3 separate regions of the Mus musculus genome follow, and regions 2 and 3 are each linked to region 1. A link is a contact called in public promoter capture Hi-C data. All regions are on one chromosome and are shown on one strand. Each heading gives the region's core, a stretch centred on a gene start, on an enhancer-like site or on the middle of the called end of the contact. The rest is flanking DNA. Distances are from core to core; before and after follow the strand shown. Region 1 holds the start of Per3 (period circadian clock 3). Region 2 overlaps Per3 (period circadian clock 3). Region 3 overlaps Camta1 (calmodulin binding transcription activator 1).

What was found. Promoter capture Hi-C pulls out the DNA fragments that hold promoters and counts their contacts.
Region 2: a contact with region 1 is called in a promoter capture Hi-C map of the HPC-7 cell line, with 2.3 times the contacts expected there. The contact joins the enhancer-like site here to the promoter of Per3 in region 1. A contact is called at or near these places in 10 of 39 promoter capture datasets (the 3T3-L1 cell line, the HPC-7 cell line, HPC-7-derived erythroid cells and 7 more), 8 of 484 Hi-C or Micro-C datasets (the AML12 cell line, the MNK3 cell line, cortical neurons and 5 more), 6 of 115 datasets of contacts at active chromatin or transcription factors (CD8 T cells, embryonic stem cells, intestinal crypt epithelium and 2 more) and 2 of 9 other capture datasets (adipose tissue and pancreatic islet).
Region 3: a promoter capture Hi-C map of embryonic stem cells shows a contact between it and region 1, with 2.7 times the contacts expected there. The contact joins the enhancer-like site here to the promoter of Per3 in region 1. A contact is called at or near these places in 7 of 39 promoter capture datasets (cranial neural crest, embryonic stem cells, hippocampal neurons and 3 more), 3 of 115 datasets of contacts at active chromatin or transcription factors (embryonic stem cells and heart atrium) and 3 of 9 other capture datasets (adipose tissue, liver and pancreatic islet).

The regions. Positions count from the first base shown.
Region 1 is chr4:151,042,825-151,046,163 of GRCm38.p6, reverse strand. Per3 (period circadian clock 3) reads left to right here and starts at 1,499. Exons shown (of 21, transcript NM_011067.3): 1 at 1,499-2,056; 2 at 2,460-2,605. The coding sequence starts at 1,932. Gm38529 reads right to left here and starts at 1,311. Exons shown (of 2, transcript XM_017320565.2): 1 at 1,136-1,311.
Region 2 is chr4:151,004,383-151,007,721 of GRCm38.p6, reverse strand. It overlaps Per3 (period circadian clock 3), which reads left to right. Exons shown (of 21, transcript NM_011067.3): 21 at 1,763-3,339. The coding sequence ends at 1,846. Among named protein-coding and RNA genes, the nearest start is that of Uts2, 9.0 kb to the right of the region's middle. Within about 2 kb of position 1,566, at least 81 of the 459 cell types and tissues checked have an H3K27ac peak or open chromatin away from gene starts, as enhancers often do. A contact at or near this core is called in CD8 T cells, the HPC-7 cell line, the MNK3 cell line and 3 more, where this site is marked.
Region 3 is chr4:151,081,027-151,084,365 of GRCm38.p6, reverse strand. Camta1 (calmodulin binding transcription activator 1) reads left to right here. Exons shown (of 24, transcript NM_001081557.3): 16 at 166-689. Among named protein-coding and RNA genes, the nearest start is that of Gm13090, 6.9 kb to the left of the region's middle. Within about 2 kb of position 1,480, at least 27 of the 459 cell types and tissues checked have an H3K27ac peak or open chromatin away from gene starts, as enhancers often do. A contact at or near this core is called in embryonic stem cells and heart atrium, where this site is marked.

The sequences.
Region 1 (3,339 bases), core at 250-2,749:
GTGCTCTTAAGCACTGAGCCGTCTTTCTAGCCCTCGCTTCAGGTTCTTAATGACTAACCTGTACTTCACAAGGATGGCCTGAAAGGGACAGTGCTTTTCAGTTCTGTTAGCCCACCCATTTCCCCCACCCCAAAGGATCACTCAGATTCAGTTCCCCTTCTCAGCGGCCCTCCCTTACCCTCCAGCCTGTTCCCTGGGGCTCTTGCCTCCTTCCTCTGTCCTTCCCATTCCTACCAGTTTATGTCCTACCAGCATCTTAGGCTTTCTTGACTTTGAGGCATCATCCATGTGTTGTATGTTGAGTATGAGAGAATTTGGTTCTGTCCTCAGTACAATAATCCCTGCCCACATGTGCACCCAATGGTCGTACAATGAATGTTTCTTGAAGAACTCAGGAGTAGAGTAATCCAGTGTGGAGAAAGACTTTTTTTAAAAATCGGTCATTTGCCCAATATGAAATGTGGATACTTGCTCTCTGGCATTTTCCCCTTCTCCTTTGGCCTGAACACTTTCATTCATCCAACAAATACTTAGTGTATTTTTTTAAAGATCTTATTATTTATGTGGTGTATGTCTGGATAGCGTATGCTCACTGTGCAGGTGTCTTGATGGATGAGGGCATTGGATCTCCTATAACTGGAATTACAGGCACTTTGTGAGACACTGATAGAAGATGCCTGGGAACCATCCAAAGGAAGAGCAGTAGGTGCTTAACTCTCAAGTGCTGTGCCATCTCTCCACCCACTACCGAGTGTGTTCTTGATGTACCCAGGCAGCAGAAGGCTGGAGCTCTGCCCTGTACCTTTCGTTTCTGAAGGGTAGAGACAGTTATGTAAAAGGAGCATCCTGGCTGTTTCCTCGAAAACAGAGCGTCGCTTACAATACTATCTAACTCCTGTTGCCAAATGAACCTGTAACTCGAGGGCAGCCAAGGACCTTACCTTGTACCATTAAACTTGTATTTCTGAAAATACGGTTGGATTCTACCTGGGTTCACTCACCTATATTGGCGGGTGGGAGAAAGCAGCAAGTTTTGGAAAGATGAAAACAATGGGAACCCCAAAGCACTGCATTCCTGGGATACCGGGGAGCCCCAGAGGCCTGCGGACTCACAAGCGCCACCGGGTCCACTTACCTGTTGGCTGCGCGGACCCCGCCCTCCCGTGACTGACAGCCCCAAGGCCACGCCTCCGGGAAGCCCGGCAGTAGACTTGCGCGGCCCGGCCCTGTTGTCTTCCAGGCCACTCCACTTGGCCAGGATTGGCCGAGAGCCGCCCTCGCCCGACCCGCGCGTTATGTAAGGTACTCGGGGGCCTTTGCACCCGCCCACCCGCCCGCGGTTATGTAACCCCCGCCGTGCACGACCTGCACCCCGCCCTCTGACCAATGGGAGCTCGTGTTGCCGGTAACAGCGACCAATCGCGCGGCGAAGGGGCGGGACCGGATCCCTGGCGCGCAGGGGGCGGGGCCGGCGGCCACTGGGCACGCGGACGGCCTCGAGACTGGACTGCCCGCGGGTGGGCGAGGCTCTGCGGGGCGGCGGCGAGTTGCTCGGCTGGCGGGACGCCTGCGAGCCCGCACGGCCGGGCGCTGCTGCCCCTGCCTTCTGCCCGGTCACGCCGGACGTTGCTCTCTGAGGTGTTTCTCGATGCTCGCCGGCTTCCCAGCAAGGACGGTGGAAAAGTTGTTGCAGGCTGACCGCGCTCCCTGAGAGCCCCGCTGGTGGTCCGTCCAGCCAGCTTCCGCCATCGAGCTGTCGCTGTAGCTCGTCACCCCAGCAGAGTCTGTGGAAATGCTGAGGAGAAAAGTGCCCCTCAGATGAGCGTGGTCGGCGACCAGTCTTTCCCGAAGGCGATGGCAGGGACCAAAACAAGCCGGGTTTGGTTGCTAGCTGCAAACTGAGAGAAGCAGGCTGAGGGCTGCCAGGCGGGATGGATCCCTGTGGAGACCCGGCAGTACCTGGTGGCGACTGTCCCCAGACTAGGGGACCGGGGCTCCAGGGGGCGTCTGGCCAGGAGGGTCCTCTGCAGGGCACTTGCGTGGACAGCAGCCACAGGTGACGCTAGGAAGTCTCCCCACCACCCTCTGTGTTTATTGTCCTTCCCTGGAGCAGGGAAAGCAGGATTTACAACTTTTTATTGTATTTTTGATCCCGGGGACGCGGTAGGGGGGGGAGGCGACCTGAAAGGGAACTTCCAAATAGTTCGGTGAGGATTGATGGGAGGGGGAATGTTACTAAACTAAATTACCAGAGTACGGAAAGAAAGAGGAAAGTGGTTAAAGAATTTGACGGAGTTGGGACTGAAGGGAGAATGAAAGTGTAGAATGTCCCCTACCTGGAAGAGAAAGGGCATTAAACCTGTGACCTGGGCTAGTTGAGGTGGCCAGACATCCCTAAAAATCAGATATTCCTTGAGTGTCCACCATTACGGTTTCTTGTTTGTTTTTTTCCTATTCAGTGAACACGAAGACCGAAACAGAATGTCTGAAGAGCTTATAATGGTTGTCCAAGAAATGAAAAAGTATTTCCCAGCCGAGAGGCACACTAAGCCCAGTACCCTAGATGCTCTTAACTATGCCCTGCGCTGTGTACACAGTGTGCAAGGTAAATGCATTGCAGCGAATAGGGTGGCGCTGGGCTCAGTCCTCATGTGCAGTGGAACTCCAGCCTCCAGAGGCTTGGGCTTTATTTGTAGCCAAGACAAGCAAGTCTAAAGCTGATGTAAGTGGTGCTTTAGGCTTTCCAAGTTTGAAAAGCCAGCAGAACGTTATTTGTCTGACAGTTTAGTAACTGTGCAATATTGTGCCTATCTGTTGCAAGAGTAAAGAGTTGAGCAGTTTAAGTAAAACTCAGAGGACTTTTTCAAGGAGCATTGCCTTCCATGGAGATTACACGAGCAAATACATGTCTGGGTTGTTTTTTTCTGTCATGCACACACTTTGGAAATGCAGTTGTAGTATATACAAAATAGACTAAATCAAAGAACAAATGTTTTTCCTTCCCCCAGCAGAAACCGCTTTGCTCAGTCTGTGATCAATAGTTTGTGAATTCTAGTGTTTCCTCCATTAAAAAAATATATGTGTGTATCTGGACTTTGATTTTATTAACTAGCTTTAGAACTTCTAGTGAATCTTGCTCCTTGTAACCCAGAGCAGGCAGGATTCATAAAACTCATAGTCTTGAGTTTGCATACCTAACCTTGCATTCCTAACCATATCCTTGATGCAAACAAAAAAATCACCTGGTTTTGAGGGAAACCCACGTAAGGGATCGTCATCTAAGGAAATACACCAACCTTAGCGTGCTGAGAAATGACTTCTTAAAGATACGCTTGTCAC
Region 2 (3,339 bases), core at 317-2,816, 39 kb after region 1:
CGGTGACGGTCTAGTGACTCCCTACCTCCTTTTTGTAAGGGAATGTCAGCAGTCCCAGTCTTAAAAGTCTCTTGTGAGTAGCCACAGTTCTTTCCTTATGTGTCTGAAACACCATTCCACAACCATGATGAACTAGTTCTCTCCCACCAGTTGGAATGGTTAGGGTGATAAAGATACTTCCCTGGGGTGTGACCAGCTGAGGGGAGGTATGGAGATACATAGTTCAAATATACATTCCTCTTTAAAAGCTTAAATCCAAAGTATAAGAAAGGCGCATCCTGAAGGAAACTTTCTCACTCCACAGGAGCTCCTTATCCATTTCCTGCTGCTTGTTGGTGCATTGAGAACCCTGGGACAGAAACCCAGGTCATTCTTGGGTGTTAGTGTCCTAAGTCATATCATGGACTGGCAAGCCAGGGCTGTAACAGCACCCAGCCTTGGGTTACCATCCCTCTGACCCAGCTGCAGTATCCCTTCATCCGTTCCTCCTCTTTGTGTTCAGTTGTGTGTAGTTGTACATATGTCTGCACACCTTCGTGCATGCGTGGTACCCACAGAGGCCAGAAGAGGGCGCCAGATCCTCTAGAGCTGTGTATGCCGGAAATCTAACCGAGCTCTCTGCTGCAGCCTGGGCTCTTAACCACCCTGCCATCTCCAGTGCCACCCTCAGCACTGCTTACACTGCAGAGAGGGTGACATCATGCCCCACTCTCCAGGCCTTTGTTTTTTTTTTTTTTGGATTGTCTAATGTCTCCCTTACTTTTTAAGGAGTTTTCCCAGATAAAGGACTCTTGGTGGAAGGAGGTTTTTTTTGTTTTGTTTTGTTTTCCCTTTTAGCACTTTGATTGTATCAGCATTCTGTCTTCTGGCCTCCAGAACTTCTGCTGAGACATCTATGGATGATTTTCTAAGAATCCCGTGTGTGGCGTGTCCTCTCCTGCTTTGGTTTGAGTGGTTGTGATGTGTCTGGGTGTGTATGTCTGAGCTGATCCCGTCTGGAGGCCGTTGAGCCTCTTGGATGCTCATTCAGGAAGATGACCTTGGATGTTCAGATCATCATTAAATAGGGAAGATTTTCAGGCTTTTTCTTCTCACATACATCTTTTCCTTTGTTCCCTCCACTGCATCCGTTATATACCGTTACCTGGTCTTCAGGATTTTAGTTCTCACTTCTTCCAGCCTTGCCTTTATTCCTCCAGGGAGCTTTATCTCAGTTTTGTCTTTCACAGGGTTAGAAGGCTTTGGTGGCTTTCTCTGTAGGTGTCCTCTCAGTTCACTGATGCTTATGTTTGCTCGTCTATTCCTCCTCTCCACTTTCTGTCCTCGCTTTCTATCCTTGTGATAGACGCACCAGAAGCACTCAGAAGGGATGTTTCACCTCACAGGGAAAGTCAGAGCAGGAACAGAAGCGGAGGCCGTGGAGAGGGCCAGCTCACTGGTTTGCTCCCCATAGCTTGCTCAGTCTGCTTTCTTATAGCACCCAGGGCCACCAGCCTGGAGGTGACACAGCCCACAGTGAGTGGGGCCTTCCCACATCCCTCATGAGTCATGAGACTGCACCACAGACCTGACCACAGGCCAGTATGATGGAGGCAGTCTCTCAGTTGAGGTTCTCTCATCCCAGACATGCCTGGGTTTGTGTCTGTCACGTTTACAAAAACCAACCAGTAAATCTTCCCTCGGCTCAGCCTGTTCCTTACTTTTAAACTCTTCGATTGGCATTAACGTCAAATAACACGCTTGCCTTTGGTCTCTTTTGGAGAGCTGTGTCGCCTGTGAAGACAGAGGTTCAGTGGGTGACACTGCAGAGGTCCTGGAACAGCACCCAGCAGAAGACACCAGTTGAGCAGCTGTAAAGATGTCACACCCCCTCCAGGTCACGTGGGACACAGAGCCGTGCGTTACCTCACCACAGTCTAACTCTGAAACGCCAGTCATTGACATTAAGGTCTTCCCTGGCTTTGTTCTGGTTTGGTTTTGGTGGCGCTGGGGATCAAACCCAGGGCCTCACATCCACTAGGCTGGCACTCTCCACTGCTGACCTGTCTCCCCAGGTCTCCCTTCTTGGTTTTCCCAAAACATGAGCAGACGTTGGCTCTTGTTCATGATAGTAAAACAGTCAACAAGACGTCTTCTCTAACTCATCTGTCACCTGAAGACATTGGGCTGTGTCTGACAGCAGATTTCAGAGGTCACCCTGAGTAAGTTACAGTTGGAACGAGTCGCAGGCCTTCGTCTCGTTTGCTTTTTTATGTTGTTACAAGATCACTTTCCCACTAGAATACTTGAAGAACTTCTGTCTGTAGGTTGTGTGTTTCTCACGGGGTGTCCGTGAACTTACCACATTGATCTAGGTTTTGTACAGCATGGTGCTTCTCTTCCTGATGGTAAGACATTCCAGCTTTCTCTCAGAGCGTCAGAGCGCATCATTCCCCAGGAACTGTGGGACTCGTGGCTTTGGTTGTTTGACCCCATTCTCGTCCATGAAGTTCCTGTGGCAGCTGCCTTTCACAGGGGCTCTTTCCTTAAGATCTGTCAGCTAGCCAGGACTTACTCCTTGGATGACTGAAGTTAAGCCTTGCATGGCAAAAAGCTTCTTACCCAAACAATAGTGTTTTCAACAGTTTTAAATATTACGTTAATGTTATCATGGAGATGTGTGTGCCCCGGCTCACCAAAACAAACAGTTAACCTTTCCTTTTCACCAAACGACACGATGACGACCAGCGGTCTGCCTTTTGTTTGCCCTTGAAGAGGGGTAAGAGTTTGGGAGACTACACTTAAGGGAGCTCGGGGACCCCAGCTCGGTGACAGCAGAGTCCCATGAGTCCACGCTCTCCAGGCAGTTTCTGCCTCAGAAGTGAGTGTGATTGTTCACGCGTCTGTCCTCTCACTGTCTGGTGCTCTGGTTTAAAGAAGCCCAAAGTTCCTTCTTGAACTCGAGATGGCAGTGGAGCCACCCGTGCAGGTCAGGAAGGAACTGACGGGGAGGAGGTTTACAGTGGCCTTTTCCTGCTTCACTTCCTGCAGTCCAACTTACTTCTCTTTCTTTTCTTTTTCTTTTTCTTTCTTCTTTTTTTTTTTTTTTTTTTTTTTTGGCTGTTGTTTTTGCTTTGTTTTAGGAACACTTTGTTCTCCTCTGACAGTTTATAGCTATTGATAACTGTATTGTCATTGTGGTCAGGAGACTGTCATAGAGGCCGCTGTACCCAGTGCTCCCAACTCTGTGGCTCAGACTTCTTTTCTAAAATAGTGCTTTTTCTGGACCGCAGTTCTATTGGAAGGTGTCAGAAACATTTTAAGATGCTGCCTGTGACATTTCTTGGAGCTTTCTGGTAT
Region 3 (3,339 bases), core at 231-2,730, 38 kb before region 1:
GAGGATTGTCTGAGCAGTCTAGGCTGCTAGGGAGTATTTATACCTCAGGAACATGCCTTGCGCTCCAGCTTCGCCCTCCTTATCTCCCAGGCATAAAGTGTTAATTCTTTAGGGATTCCTACTTTCATCACCTGACCTGACTGTCCTTTCTACTGTACTTTTCAGAGCTGAGAAGACCTCGGTCTGAACCCTCTAATTACTACAGCACTGAGGGCCACAAAGATTATCCGGCTCCCAAAAAGCATAAATTGAACCCCGAGTCCTTCCAGGCAAGGCAGGAGAAGCTGCTCTGCACTGCACTGAGTCTGGAGCAGCCAAATATCAGGAAGCAGAGCCCTAGGTCTAAGCAGCCTTCCCCCGAGACAATCAGCCCCAGTGAAGGAGTGAGGGAGTACAGCCGGGAAGCCGCCCCTCCCACTCCAGAGACTGCAGCATCCCAAGCGTCTGCATCTCAGCCTGTAGTAAAGTGGAGTGCCAAAGATCTTTACATTGGTGTGTCTACAGTACAGGTGACTGGAAATCCGAAGGGGACCAGTGTAGTAAAGGACGCGGCGCCTTCACAGGTGCGCCCGAGGGAACCAATGAGCGTCCTGATGTTGGCTAACAGAGAGGTGGTGAATACAGAGATGGGGGCCTACCGGGATAGGACAGAGCACGAGGATTGCCCCCAGCCCATGGATGATATTCAGGTAAGGCTGCTCAGGTAAGCCTGCAGAAGCAGCCCCGAACATCACGGCTCAGTTCTGAAAGTCGTGTAGTCTTTACACCCCCCCCCCCCCCACACACACACACCTGCCCGTCCCCATCCCAGGAAGAGTCACAGTCTGGTCTTGCTCAGGTGGACGTGGAGTTATCTGCTTTCCTGGAACCACATTTTCCTTCTGTGAATTAGGCACCGTGAGTAGGGCCTGACCACAGGCCCTTAACAAAGCCCTCCCTCCAGTACCAGCCTCTTGAGAACTAAACTTATGACACTAATAATTAGTGCCCTGCTTCCTCGCATCCGGGATGGCAGCTTTGCTCTTTGAGGTACTGGTTATAATAGAGTCAAGGCCCTAAAAATAGCCAGCAAGGAAGCCTGCAGACAGGATTTGGATTATCTGAGTGACTTTGACTAGCACGGCCGTCATCTAGCCATTGTGAAGGGCATCTGTGGCTTGAGGCTCACATGGCATGTAGTGAAATACCTCCAGGGCTAATAACTGACTGCCCTTGTAATGAACGTAGGAAGCAGAGTCCTCTGAGGGCACTAAAGTTGTCATAGACTAAACAAAGCACCAGGCTACTAGACAAAAATCCATCAACTCAGATATGCAGAAGCAGTCAGAAGGGGCAACCAGACAGCATGGTTTTCTATGCTCTACTCCTCAGCCTCTGTTTCCAGGTTCTTGTTGAAGCATCGCAAAACAAAAGGAAAGATATAGAGCACCTCCCACCCGCCTAACAGGGTGATGCTGGGGTGGGAAGGCCACACTCCTGCCAGCTCATCCTGGAGAGGTGTATCTGCTGAGTCATGCTTGAGCATTGCACCCTGGGGGAACTCTTTGGTTTTCTGTGACAAACAAAAAGCCTGCGTGTGTATTAGCAGTATAGCCTCTGCTCCTGGTGGACAGCAGACCCCACCACTGATTTACCATCAACCATATAGCCAGGATGATGCCTGCCTGGTTAAATCAAATGATACTGTTTGGGCTTTGCACGTGTTGGGCAAACACTCTCCACTGGGCACAATCCTCAGCCCCTTTTCAATTTTATCTAGAGACGTGATCTCATTAAGTTCCCTGGCTGGTGTCAAACCTCCAACTTCAGCCTCTCAAGTAGCTAGAGTTAGAGATGCGTCCCATCACACCCAGCCTAAGTCCAATAATGTTGTAGACAAAAGGCTGGTAAGGTTTTTTTTGTTTTGTTTTCTGTAAAGAGCCAGGTGGTGACTATTCTCCAGCTTTGTGGCTCATACAGAAACTGTTATAGCCTTGGATCTGCCTTAAGAGCACGAAAGGAACTGTAGACAAAGTTAAAGGGATGAGCAGAGCTGCGACGTGGTAAAACTCGCATCACACAAACTGGCAGCTGGCTCTGCTCGGCCTGCTACAGTCTGCCTAGTCCTCGGTGTGGACCATTCCTGCTGGCACCAGTGGTGGCTACTTTCCTGCTTGGCATGACGAAACCAGCTAAGCGGGGCAGGGGACATTTCTGGTTCAGTTTGAGGGTACAACGCTGGCATTGTGCTGGGGGAGGCAGGGCAGCAGGAGCGTGAGGCGCCTGCTCTGTGCCAAGCAGTCGGCAAGGAGCTGGTTGCTGGTGCTCTTGGCTTTCTGCTTATTCAGCCCGTGCCCCCAGCCCTTGGGGTGACAATGTCTGCTCAGGGTAGATCTTCTCTTCTTAGTTAAACCTTATGGAAACACTGTCATAGATAGTTGTTCATTGAGGAAATTTTATCTTAGACATTTAAAATAGGAGGGTTTTTTTTGGGTGGGGTCAGATTTTTAGATTGTAAAATCTACTTTAGTCAACTATAGATAGTTGTCCGACTGTCAGAAAAGTCTTAGGTCAGCTCTGCTTCCTGCATCAACTCTCGGTGTCCCCACCGCACCATCCACCCAGATCTGATTCCATTCCCAGAACTTTGCCTTTCTGAAAGCTTCATCTAACTGAGATGTAGTCTTCTATGTGTTAAGTGTTGTAGTGACTAGAATACCTGGTATAGGACGGGTTAAAGAGTTTATGGCCTTGGAAGGGCATGGCAGGGCCCACTGAGTGTGCTCAGGAACCAGAACTGGAGCTCTGCCTTCAAAGGCCCCTGCCTACCAGTGTGTGTCTTACACTCCTCTGATGCTGTGATAGATCACTCTGACAAAGTCAGCCTGAGGGAGAAAGGTCTATTTAGCACATAGAGCATAGTTCAAGACACCGTCTGTAGTGGCTGGGAGGTCAAGGCAGCTTGGAGCAGCTGCTCACCATACAGCCAAAGGCAAGAGACACAGGCCAGTGACTGCTTCTCTGTGCTCAGCTTGCTTGCTTGCTTGCTGGTACACAGACCAGGAGGAATACCAGTCCAGGGAGCAGTCCACCCACAGGAAAGTCTGGTCTTCCTTCATAACCGTGTGTAATCAGGATAACTCCTCCTGATTACATGACATGCTCCTCATGTCAGTGAGATCCTACTTACTGAAGGTTTCATAGCCTCCCCCAGCAGCTCCACACACTAGGGAACCAGTGTGCAAAGCTTGAACCTATAGCACGGTAACTTTCTGAGCTGTCTTCATGGTAGGAGGGCAGCATTTCCCGCTCTTTGGAGTCCTCTCAGAACACCTCTCCGCTGAGCCAGAGGATCTGGTG